2 separate regions of the Macaca mulatta genome follow, and region 2 is linked to region 1. Evidence: chromatin contacts called from public Hi-C data. All regions are on one chromosome and are shown on one strand. Each heading gives the region's core, a stretch centred on a gene start, on an enhancer-like site or on the middle of the called end of the contact. The rest is flanking DNA. Distances are from core to core; before and after follow the strand shown. Region 1 holds the start of TUBB (tubulin beta class I). Region 2 holds the start of MRPS18B (mitochondrial ribosomal protein S18B).

Region 1 (5,977 bases), core at 590-3,089:
ACAGGCGTGAGCCACCGCACCCGGCCCATTTTATTATCTCACAATAAGACATGAAGAAAATGGTAACTATAACACTTGCATAATTCATAAAGTCCTTTCTGTTGGTTATCTCAATTCTGTCCACAACAGTCAAATAAGCAGATTTTACAAACAAGGAGTTGAAGCCCTGCAAAGTAAAAGGATTTTCCTAGGATCCTACAGCTAATATAGAGACAAATTGAAACAAGTTATCTGATTGTGTATTTTGAGTTATTTCCACTCCCACAAAATGACTGTTTTCATTTCCCTAAAACATAGAGCATTATATTTTAAGTGGGAAGAGAGGGCTTACACAAGTTGATGTTCCCTTATTTAGAAGGCAACTTAGAAATACATTGATCTGCCCGCCGCGGTGGCTCACGCCTGTAATTCCAGCTCTTTGGGAGGCTAAGACGGGCGAATCACGAGGTCAGGGGATTGAGGCCATCCTGGCTAACATGGCGAAACCCTGTCTGTACCAAAAATACAATATATATATATATATAGATAGATATAGATATATATATATAGATATATAGATCTGTGTGTAATCGAATGTGAATGAACAATGATGTTGACTTGATACTACATTTCTGAGTGGCCAGACTGCAACATCCTGGAGGACAGGGAACTAATTATTAATCATTTTGTAACCATAGTTCCTAATTTGGTGGATACATAGTAACTATCAAATAAGTGAATAAATCTCTGGGAAGAAGCTGGTGGACTCTGTCTTGAGCCCATCCAATTTTCCCCCATCAATTTCCCCTCTCTCCTTTTTCAATACTGGGTATCTTGCAGAGTTGCAATGGCGGCCACCTGGTCAGTGAAATAAGCGAATTGAAAAACCACTGACTTCATTAACATGTCTAAAAAGGTAGGCTGAAAAAACTGAAAATCTATCAGGCATCTCATTCCATAGTTCCCTGTTTGACAAGAAGATCAAGGTGTCTTCAAAGTCTGCCCTAAGGCCCAGATCTCCTACGTGGATGGAGACTTCTAGTTTCACAAATCCCCGATGTCGGTTTCTCTAAACTATTTTATTCTTTGAACATACTCTCCAGACAACATCTCTATCCTGAAAAGCCCTTGCTGCAATTTTGTTTCTCTTTCAAAACAATGACTCGAAAATTTCCAAGGAAATAGCAAGAGGGCGATTCCCTTCTTGAAGTATTTGAGAGAGCAGAAGCTTACTTAAGTTCATGACTTGGGTCACCAAAGGCCAGAGGTAGCAGAGCACGGTGCCACACTCCTCCCCATTTTTCGCTGAGCTAAGCAATTCTGTCTTCCCTAGAGGTACTGCAGCTGGGAGCTTTTAGGGCGTACCTCACCACCCAACTTCTGGAACCCCAGACTTCTCAATCCCTGCATCCCCGAGAACTGCTCACTTTTTGTACAAAAACCTCAGGCACAGAGGAAAGGAATCTTGCGCAAGGTCGTTTTTCATTTACAAAACAAAAACCCAACAAAAACCAAACCGGTACCCACCCATTCGTCACTTCATTTTGCACCGTGAACAACAATAGGGGACTACAACTCCCAAAGAGGACTGCGCTCGTCCACTGGCTCAGAGGCCAATGGACGCCTGGTACATGACCGGCATCGACTAATCAGGGCCAGGCTCGATGAGGCTTTGTCTCCCGACCGCGCGCGGGGCCGATTCTCCCGCCTCCCAGCCCCGGCGCACGCGCGCCCCGCCCAGCCTGCCTTCCCTCCGCGCCCTCCCCTCTCCTTTCTCCCTCTCAGAACCTTCCTGCCGCCGCGTTCGCACCTCGCTGCTCCAGCGTCTGGGGCGCGTTCCAACCTTCCAGCCTGCGACCTGCAGAGAAAAAAAATTACTTATTTTCTTGCCCCATACATACCTTGAGGCGAGCAAAAAAAATTAATTTTAACCATGAGGGAAATCGTGCACATCCAGGCCGGTCAGTGTGGCAACCAGATCGGTGCCAAGGTAAGAATTTTACACCTCTTTTATTTCTTTTTAGAAGGAAAAATCCAGGTAAGTTATGAAAAAATGGTTGTGGGGCATTTGCACTCTCCATTCTTAATCAAGCTTTGCCCCTCCCAAGTTTGTTACATTTATATATATAATAACTAGCATTTGCTTTTGGAAAACTGGGAATCATTTTTCTTGGCAGGCACATTTTGGAGAAACTAGTAAAAGGGCTCTTCGGGTTTCGGGGGCGGGAAGACCAAGGACATATGTTACTTAAAAGGGCTTCTAACGGTCCAAGAACCGGGCAGGGAGAGAGATGCGGAAACAGTCGGAGACAAAGCGGGGCGAGGTTTTGCCCATGTGCATCCCGCCCAGCCCCCCCTGCGGGGTTCTTAGGGCCAAACGGGAGCGGGAAGGGGTGAGGCTGTCGGGCGGCTGCAGAGAGCTCCAGTGCAAAGGTCGGGGGGCGATGCGCCAGGGTGGGCTGCGCTGGGCGCTACCATTCACAAAAGATCAGGGACCCCAGCGCGCCCGCGACCCCGGAGGGCCGGTCCTGTAGTTGTTCCGGGGTGGAAGGAGAATAAGAACGGGATTAATTTTTCTTGCTTTCATGGCACCTAAGCGAGACCTCTTTAGGGCGTGAACTGATATGTCGAGAAAATGGGGGTGTGTGGTTTTCTTTAACGAGTCCTTCAGGACTTAATGGGAGAGAAAGAATGCTTTAAATCAAGGGGGAGAAATCTAGCAAAGGAATAAAATTCCGAGGCCAAGGGTTTTTTTTTTTTTTTTTTTTGCGCGCGGTTACAGTGTAGCGGGGGAGGGGCGGGAGGAAGTGCGGGTGCTACGTTGTAGCAGAAGGGCGGGGCCCTGCGGGGCGGGGCCAGGGCGCCGCTGGCGCGCGGGGACAATGCGGCGTTGCCCGCCGGGAGGGGCGCGCTACCCTGGGCCCCGCCCCTCGCGCGGAATTCTTGCCCCTGGCCCCGCCCACGTGCGAAGTCCTTTGTCGGCGGCTCGACCTGCGCGTGCGCCGCAGTCACGTGGAGGGTGGGGGGTGGTCGACTGCGGCAGCAGCTCTTCTAGTGCCCCGAGCCTTTTGTGCGCCGCGCGGTGGGGCGGTGCCCAGCTCGGGGGAAGAACAGCGGCGCTTATCCAAGTATGGTCGACCTCCATCCGCCCACCGAGCACTTGGGACCCGCTGCACATAATCCCGAGCCGGGAAAGCTGTGGCTTTCCCGGGGGAGCGAGTGTCTAGGGGAAGGGTGTGGCAGGCACACGGGATGCCAGGCCCTAGAACAACGGCCTGAGCGCGTGTGGGATTAAAATGGGAGATGTGGGGCTGAGGCGGGCTAATTGGGATCGCTCCCGCTCAGGGGTTTGAGACCATCCTGGGCAACAAAGCGAGACCCCTCCCCCCGGCCACATCTCTTCAAAAAAAAAAAAAAAAAAATTAACTGGGTGTGGTGGCGCGCGTCTGTGGTCCCAGCTATTCGAGAGGCTGAGATGGGAGGATCGGTTGAGCCTGGGAGTTTCAGGCTGTAGTGATCCGTGATTGCACCACTGCACTGCAGGCTGGGCAACAGAGGAAGACCCTGTCTTAAAAATTAAAAGAAGCTGGGCGCGGTGGCTCACGCCTGTAATCCCAGCACTTTAGGAGGCCGAGGTGGGCGGATCAAGAGATCTAGACCATCCTGGTCAACATGGTGAAACCCGTCTCTACTAAAAATACAAAAAATTAGCTGGGCGTGGTGGCGCGCGCCTGTAGTCCCAGCTACTCCGGAGGCTGAGGCAGGAGAATCGCTTGAACCCGGGAAGCAGAGGTTGCAGTGAGCCGAGATAGCGCCATTGCACTCCAGCCTGGCGACAGAGCGAGACTCCGTCTCAAAAAAAAAAAAGAAAAAAGTTAAGAAAAAGATGAAATAAAATGGTAGTTGGGGACGTAGTTGACTGGGACTTGACTTGTGGTCTCGTTGCTCCTGCCCGGCAGTTCTGGGAGGTGATCAGTGATGAACATGGCATCGACCCCACCGGCACCTACCACGGGGACAGCGACCTGCAGCTGGACCGCATCTCCGTGTACTACAATGAAGCCACAGGTAAGGGCAAGAGCCCGGGCAGCTCAGGTTCCCCTTCCCTGTCTCCCACTTCTCTGGGGTCTCTTTCCATTCCTGGCACGCCTTATCCCCTTTCGGTGAATCTATCATTTTCTCCCTTTTGTGAACCACCGTCGGGGCCAAAGACGTCTGCTGCCACCTGGTGGCAGGACCTGGAACAAGTCTTGGGTCCCTGCTGTCTTCCATTCCCAGTGTATCTATAAACCTTTCCCTCTGCCAGATCTCACAGCTCTTAACTTTATTCTTTGTAGGTGGCAAATATGTTCCTCGTGCCATCCTGGTGGATCTAGAACCTGGGACCATGGACTCTGTTCGCTCAGGTCCTTTTGGCCAGATCTTTAGACCAGACAACTTTGTATTTGGTAAGTTATACAGATGATATTAGCAGATGATATACTATCGTGTTCAACTTATTTGGGTGCAAGGACACAGCAAAAGTTAGGAGATGATTGTTGTACTGGAGTGCTAAGAACTGTATTCTGAAATCTAATGGAGGGTAGAGGTAGGGTAGAGGTAGTGCCTGCTGTTGCTGGTACATTATGGGGCAGTGGGGGGAGAATACATCACAGTGAAGGAGAAAGAAGATACATCCAAGGGAATTATTTCTAAAGTTGAAAGATGGAAACATCATGTATCTTCCATACCCTGTTAATTGAGCTTTTCTCCTGACTGCATTCCAGGTCAGTCTGGGGCAGGTAACAACTGGGCCAAAGGCCACTACACAGAGGGGGCCGAGCTGGTTGATTCTGTCCTGGATGTGGTACGGAAGGAGGCAGAGAGCTGTGACTGCCTGCAGGGCTTCCAGCTGACCCACTCACTGGGTGGAGGCACAGGCTCTGGAATGGGCACTCTCCTTATCAGCAAGATCCGAGAAGAGTACCCTGATCGCATCATGAACACCTTCAGTGTGGTTCCTTCACCCAAAGTATCTGACACCGTGGTTGAGCCCTACAATGCCACCCTCTCCGTCCATCAGTTGGTAGAGAACACTGATGAGACCTATTGCATTGACAACGAGGCCCTCTATGATATCTGCTTCCGTACTCTGAAGCTGACCACACCAACCTACGGGGATCTGAACCACCTCGTCTCAGCCACCATGAGCGGTGTCACCACCTGCCTCCGCTTCCCTGGCCAGCTCAATGCTGACCTCCGCAAATTGGCAGTCAACATGGTCCCCTTCCCACGCCTCCATTTCTTTATGCCTGGCTTTGCCCCTCTCACCAGCCGTGGAAGCCAGCAATATCGAGCTCTTACAGTGCCAGAACTCACCCAGCAGGTCTTCGATGCCAAGAACATGATGGCTGCCTGTGACCCCCGCCACGGCCGATACCTCACCGTGGCTGCTGTCTTCCGTGGTCGGATGTCCATGAAGGAGGTCGATGAGCAGATGCTTAACGTGCAGAACAAAAACAGCAGCTACTTTGTGGAATGGATCCCCAACAACGTCAAGACAGCTGTCTGTGACATCCCACCTCGTGGCCTCAAGATGGCAGTCACCTTCATCGGCAACAGCACGGCCATCCAGGAGCTCTTCAAGCGCATCTCGGAGCAGTTCACTGCCATGTTCCGCCGGAAGGCCTTCCTCCACTGGTACACAGGCGAGGGCATGGACGAGATGGAGTTCACTGAGGCTGAGAGCAACATGAACGACCTCGTCTCTGAGTATCAGCAGTACCAGGATGCCACCGCAGAAGAGGAGGAGGATTTCGGTGAGGAGGCCGAAGAGGAGGCCTAAGGCAGAGCCCCCATCACCTCAGGCTTCTCAGTTCCCTTAGCCGTCTTACTCAACTGCCCCTTTCCTCTCCCTCAGAATTTGTGTTTGCTGCCTCTATCTTGTTTTTTGTTTTTTCTTCTGGGGGGGGGGGTCTAGAACAGTGCCTAGCACATAGTAGGCACTCAATAAATACTT
Region 2 (5,818 bases), core at 97-2,596, 110 kb before region 1:
AGGGGGTAAAATTTTGGAGGAAAAAAAATAAAACAACCAACCAGGACCCAAAACTCAATTATTTAGGGGGCCTCATTGGATCAAAAAGTCTTTTAAAAAATAAAGGCCAACTCAGTATTCATTTCCCCCCCCACCCAACTCCATTTAGGGAGGGGGGTCGCAGAAAAAAGTTCTGAGTGGATTCAAAAAAGTAAACGCTGGATGAGTGAATTTGGGTGGTTTGGGAAGGGAGGGTGGTTGATTATTTTTCAAGTTATGTGGTGACGGTCCTTCGGCCACAGATTTCAAGTCCCAAGCAGCGTGGGCTGGTGGGGTGGGCAAGATAGGTGGGAAGGGGCAGAAGACACAAGTGGTTGGGCTGGTGGCTGCTGTTTTCCCTTTCCCCCCTCTCTCAGGATCCTTTCAAGGGCTTAGATGTTGCTGCGGCTTGTTTCTGTTTTCCTCGTGGTCGGCCTGTCTTTCTCCGAGAAAATTCAAACCTGGGATAAAAGGAACACAAGGGAGAAAGATGTAATCAGTACGGGTTGCTTCAAAACACCCAGAAATGCCATCTTTGCTGTCCCCAAACAAACCTCTGTGTCCCATCCTGATCGCAGCCGCTTTAAGCCGTGGCTCTCAAATGAACCCATCCCTACCCCGCTTCCCAGATCCAACGCTCTCCGCAAAATTTTACCCACTAAACAACAAGGTAGGTAAACTTACCTCTAAACGAACCCCAGAATGGCGGCCGCCCGCTCGGGTGGAGTCTTTTATACCCGGACGCCGCCCAACGCGCCCAAACGTGCTAGTGAAACGCCCTTGTCGCGAGACATTATACGCGAGGCGTGAACTCATTGGTCAACCTAAACGACAATTCGCCAGCTGATTGGCTAGTCTCACTTCACCTTTGCTCCGCCCCTTCCCCGGCACTCTCTTCCGCCTCCTTTCTGCCTCCCTGTTGCGTGCGCGTGACCAGAGAGCCCAGCACCTCCCTTTCCTCTGCTTCCGCCACTTCCGCCCTGGAGAACATTTCTCACCCAGGGTTGGTAGAAACGTGCCGGAGCATGCGCACTGAGAGGATCTCGATAAAAATCGCCTTCAAAATTGCTTAAAAGGCAAACTCTAACAAAGAGATCTAAGAGTCGTAGTGACTAGCCAAGAAAAAATGCAATTTTGAGGTCTAATTCGATTGTGACGCAGTTGAAATTAGCTTCTCCGCCCATGCCTTCCCTTTCACGCTTCCGTCCTGACGCAAACGTGCGGCCGCCTTCCGCACTGCGGGCTTGTCCTTGGCCCTGCCCTAGTCAGTTTCCTGAAGCATGCGCAGTTGCCTTTCCTTCCATTCCTGTGCTGGGCGTACGTCAAGATGGCGGCGTCCGTATTAAACACCCTGCTGAGGCGGCTTCCTATGCTTTCTCTCTTCCGAGGTGCCCACAGAGTTCAGGTAACTTCTCGAAGGACATTTTGCACAACCCCAAGTTGGTTATACCTTCTCTAGGTCGTCGCTCCGCTGTCAGGAATCCACGAGTGGAGACCTTCCCACGTGTTTATATCTTAGCTGTCTAGGCAGTACTTCCAGCAACCCCCTCCCATACACCGCGCGTTTTCTAATCCCGAGCCGAGGACTAAGCCCCAGGGTTAGGTGTCATCCTTCTTCCAAAATGCCATCTCAGTAAAATAATTAAGTGATAGAATTGACCCCCGTCCACCCTCAGTTATGCATAACCAGCTTTTTGAAAATTATTTAAATAAGGGGCTATGCTAATGTTGTATCGTTGCAATTTTAGCGTAACATATGTGCTCCCCAAGCGAGCGCCACAACCAGCTCTTAACTGTGCAGGTCATGTCTAAATCTGTGTTGCTCAGGAATGTCCTTAGGGAAATTAGGGATCCTAATTTCTACCCACCTTGCTATTTCCCAGTAAGGTCAGGATCTATTCTTACGACCTGAGGACAGTTTCTCAGCTCTCTTTATTAAATCAGTTTCTTATCAGAGTTATGAGAGCTTAACTCCGTCCTTTGAATTGAGGTTTCCCTCCAGTCTTGTGTACTCACCTCTCTGGAGGTTCTTGGTGGGGCACGGTGAGATAGAAAGGCTTGCCCAGCTGCCACTCCCTAAAGTGGGACTGAAGAGTGGTGACAGAGGTCAACACAGACTTAATAACAGCCTTGGTAGCTTTAAAACTAGCGTTAGGACTCAAGTTTGTTCTGCCCTGTAGATTGTTGACCTTCAGCTTTTATGAAAATGGGCAACTCAGTGACTTCATTGGATTGATTTGGAGACTCACCTGTCTTCAGCATCCCCTCCCCACCACACATCTTGGTTCCGAGAACCTAGATATCCTTCCTCTTTATTCTTCCACCAGAATCAGTTCATTTCCAAAAAGCAGGACTACCTTTTATGTACTAGATTTTTTTTTTCTTTTTTCTTTAGATGGAGTCTCACTCTGTTGCCAGGCTGGAGTGCAGTGGTGCGATCTTGGCTCACTGCAATCTCTGCCTCCCAGGTTCAAGCGATTCTCCTGCCTCAGCCTCCTGAGTAGCTGGGACTACAGGCACATGCCACCACGCCCAGCTAATTTTTTGTATTTTTGGTAGAGATGAGGTTTCACCATGTTGGCCAGGATGATCTTGATCTCTTGACCTCATGATCCGCCCGCCTCAGCCTCCCAAAGTGCTGGGATTACAGACGTGAGCCACTGCGCTGGGCCTTGTACTAGACTTTTTAATTGTCTTCTGAAATAAGATTGTTTTTCAGCATATATCCGCTAACTTAGCTTTTCTTTCAGGATCCAGTTGTAGAAAAGGAGCGTTGTTGTTGATTTATGTCAGTTTAAACCCAACAAAAATACTTAACTTACATATGTATTCCTGTTATATTCCATTAATGCAATATGTATGCATTCCCCCTCTTTCCAAAATGTGATAAGCAAACCATTGAGTTCTTTCCTTGAACTCATTATTTTATTTTTTTCTGCTCCTTTATAGGTTCCCCTCCAGACTCTTTGCACCAAACCTCCCTCTGAGGAAGATTCTTTGTCCCCAGTTCCCATTTCTCCTTATAAGGATGAACCCTGGAAATATCTGGAATCAGAAGGTACCTCTAAATGGGGAAAGGGAGGGTCAGATAGGATTTAAGATAAGTGGATAGAGCCACCCACTACACTCCCACCCAGGAATAACTTGTATGATCTTTCATTTCAGAATACCAGGAGCGATATGGTTCTCGCCCTGTCTGGGCTGACTACCGCCGCAACCACAAGGGTGGTGTACCCCCACAGCGGACTCGGAAAACATGTATTGTGAGTTTCTGAGAGTGGGATGTGGAGTAGGGGTAGAGGCCACAAGTAACAGTAACAGCAGCACTTTTTCTGATGGGTTTGAACATCCTTAACTGCTGGTTTTTTCTCTCTACAGCGTGGGAATAAAGTTGCTGGGAATCCCTGCCCCATCTGCCGAGATCACAAGTTGCATGTTGACTTTAGGGTAAGGAGAGTCTTTTCTTTTTATGGTAAGAAAAATAAAGATTAGGAGCCCCTTTGCAGTGCCAAAGAGATTACTGTAGGTGCCCCACACTTCGTATATCCTGGAGGCCCTACAGTTTATTTTGTAGTAACTGTTTCTGGCATTATAAAAACATTTCTCTCTCCAGTCTTTTACCTTCTACTATGGATTGTACTGCAAGTTTTATCCTATGCCTATGAAATTTACAGTCTAAACTGGCAGGTAAGAGAAATGACTATTTCTTTTGAGACTGAGTCTCACTCTGTTGCCAAGGCTGGAGTGCACTGTCGCGATCTCAGCTCACTGCAACCTCCGCCTTCCGGGTTCAAGCGATTCTCCCACCTCAGCCTCCCAAGTAGCTGTAACTACAGGCGTGTGCCACCATGCCTGGCTACTTTTTGTATTTTTAGTAGAAACAGGGTTTCACCATATTGGCCAGGCTGGTCTCAAACTCCTGACCTCATGACCCGCCCGCCTCGGCCTCTCAAAATGCTGGGATTAGAGGTGTGAGCCACCATGCCCAGCCAGCAAAATGGCTATTTCTAGTGGGAGAGCAATATCCAAAGATTCGTTTGTATTCTTTACAGTTATTACAAAGTATATTGGCCCACTTTCTTCCTGAGGTTTTTTTATATTTCCTTGTCAATGTTCAGTGGCATGCTGGGACGTGAGGCCGGAGGGCAAGATAGAGTCTAGTATTTTTCAGAAAGCCTTCAATATGTGAGAAGGACAGGATTTGCTCCTTTAAAGAATTTGGAAACATATTGGCTGGGCGTGGTGGCTCATGCCTCTAATCCTAGCACTTTGGGAGGCCGAGGAGAGTGGTTCACCTGAGGTCAGGAGTTCGAGACCAGCCTGGCCAACATGGCAAAACCCTGCCTCTACTAAGAATACAAAAATTAGCCAGGCATAGTGGCAGGCGCCTATAATCCCAGCTACTTGGGAGGCTGAGGCAGGAGAATTGCTTGAACCAGAGAGGTGGAGGTTGCAGTGAGCTGAGATTGCACCACTGCACTCCAGCCTGGGCAAAAGAGCGAAACTCCTCAAAAAAAAAAAAAGCAAAACAAAAAAAACAAGAATTTGAAAACATTACATTAATAAAATAGGTAATAGGAAAGTGTTCTTCTGAGCTTGCAGCAAAAGTATTAGAGCAGAAGCTGTATGGCTGGTCATCAGGGAAGCAGTAGAGCATTTGGATAACAGTCAGAAAATGGGGGTATTTGACTGCAATAAGAACCCTTCTGACACAGGTTATTCAGGAGTCCCATAGATAATTCCCCAGTTTTGACTGCATATGATTAGTTATAAAAAGAGATTATGGCCAGGTGCGGTGGCTTATGCTTGTAATCCCTTGGGAGGCCAAGGTGGGTGGATCACTTGAGGTCAGGAGTTCGAGACCAGCCTGGCCAACATGGTGAAACCCCATCTCTACTAAAGATAACAAAAAAAATTAGCCAGGCGTGGTGGCGGGTGCCTGTAGTACCAGCTTCTTGGGAGGCTGAGGCAGGAGAATCACTGGAACCTGGGAGATGGAGGTTGCAGTGAACCAAGATTGTGCCATTGCACTCCAGCCTGAGCAACAGAGCAAGACTCTATCTCAAAAACAAAACAAAACAGAGATTATAGTTAATTATATAACTGAGAGAGAAATGTTACAAATTTAGTAGCACAGGTGATTCCGCTTGCATTCTACTCCACAGTGTATCTGCTTTTTTCTCAAGAGTCTCATTTCCTACAGTTAATTTGCTGAGTGAGGGTTGTTCTATGTAAACTGTAAAATTATTCTTACTATATAAATTATATTCAGTATGCTATTAAATACATTAGTTGTTTATACATACACATTACAATATCATTTTTTGGGTGATTTCTGGGATTTCCAATGACCAGTCCCAGTTTTTCACCTAAAGGCTGACTTTAGAACTTAACTTCTGCAGGCTGGGCATGGTGGCTCACACCTGTAATCGCAGCACTTTGGGAGGCCAAGGTGGGTGTATCACCAGGTCAGGAGTTCAAGGCCAGCTTGGCCAAGATGGTGAAACCCCGTCTCTACTAAAAATACAAAATAATTAGCCAGGTGTGGTGGCGGGCGCCTGTAACCGCAGCTACTCGGGAGGAGTAGCAGAGAATTGCCTGAACCCGGGAGGCGGAGGTTGTAGTGAGCTGAGATTGCGCCACTGCATCCCAGCCGGGGCAACACAGGGAGACTCCGTCTCAAAGAAAAGAAAAAAGAACTTAACCTGTGCATAAGAGATTTCTTTGGGAGCACAGTGACAGAATATGGGATGTGCAAGGATGGATTCAGTGAATTGATGAAGCCCAAATGGGACATGAA

Evidence for each region. A called contact is a pair of places that touch in the nucleus more often than the background predicts.
Region 2: a Hi-C map of fetal cortex germinal zone shows a contact between it and region 1, with 2.9 times the contacts expected there. The contact joins the promoter of MRPS18B here to the promoter of TUBB in region 1. A contact is called at or near these places in 4 of 14 Hi-C or Micro-C datasets (blood, fetal cortex germinal zone, fetal cortical plate and 1 more).

The regions. Positions count from the first base shown.
Region 1 is chr4:152,321,205-152,327,181 of T2T-MMU8v2.0, reverse strand. TUBB (tubulin beta class I) reads left to right here and starts at 1,839. Exons shown (of 4, transcript NM_001032813.1): 1 at 1,839-1,969; 2 at 3,939-4,047; 3 at 4,317-4,427; 4 at 4,746-5,847. The coding sequence starts at 1,913. The coding sequence ends at 5,803.
Region 2 is chr4:152,427,729-152,433,546 of T2T-MMU8v2.0, reverse strand. It overlaps MRPS18B (mitochondrial ribosomal protein S18B), which reads left to right and starts at 1,346. Exons shown (of 7, transcript NM_001105165.1): 1 at 1,346-1,423; 2 at 2,968-3,076; 3 at 3,184-3,281; 4 at 3,397-3,465. The coding sequence starts at 1,346. It also overlaps a transcript of PPP1R10 not described here.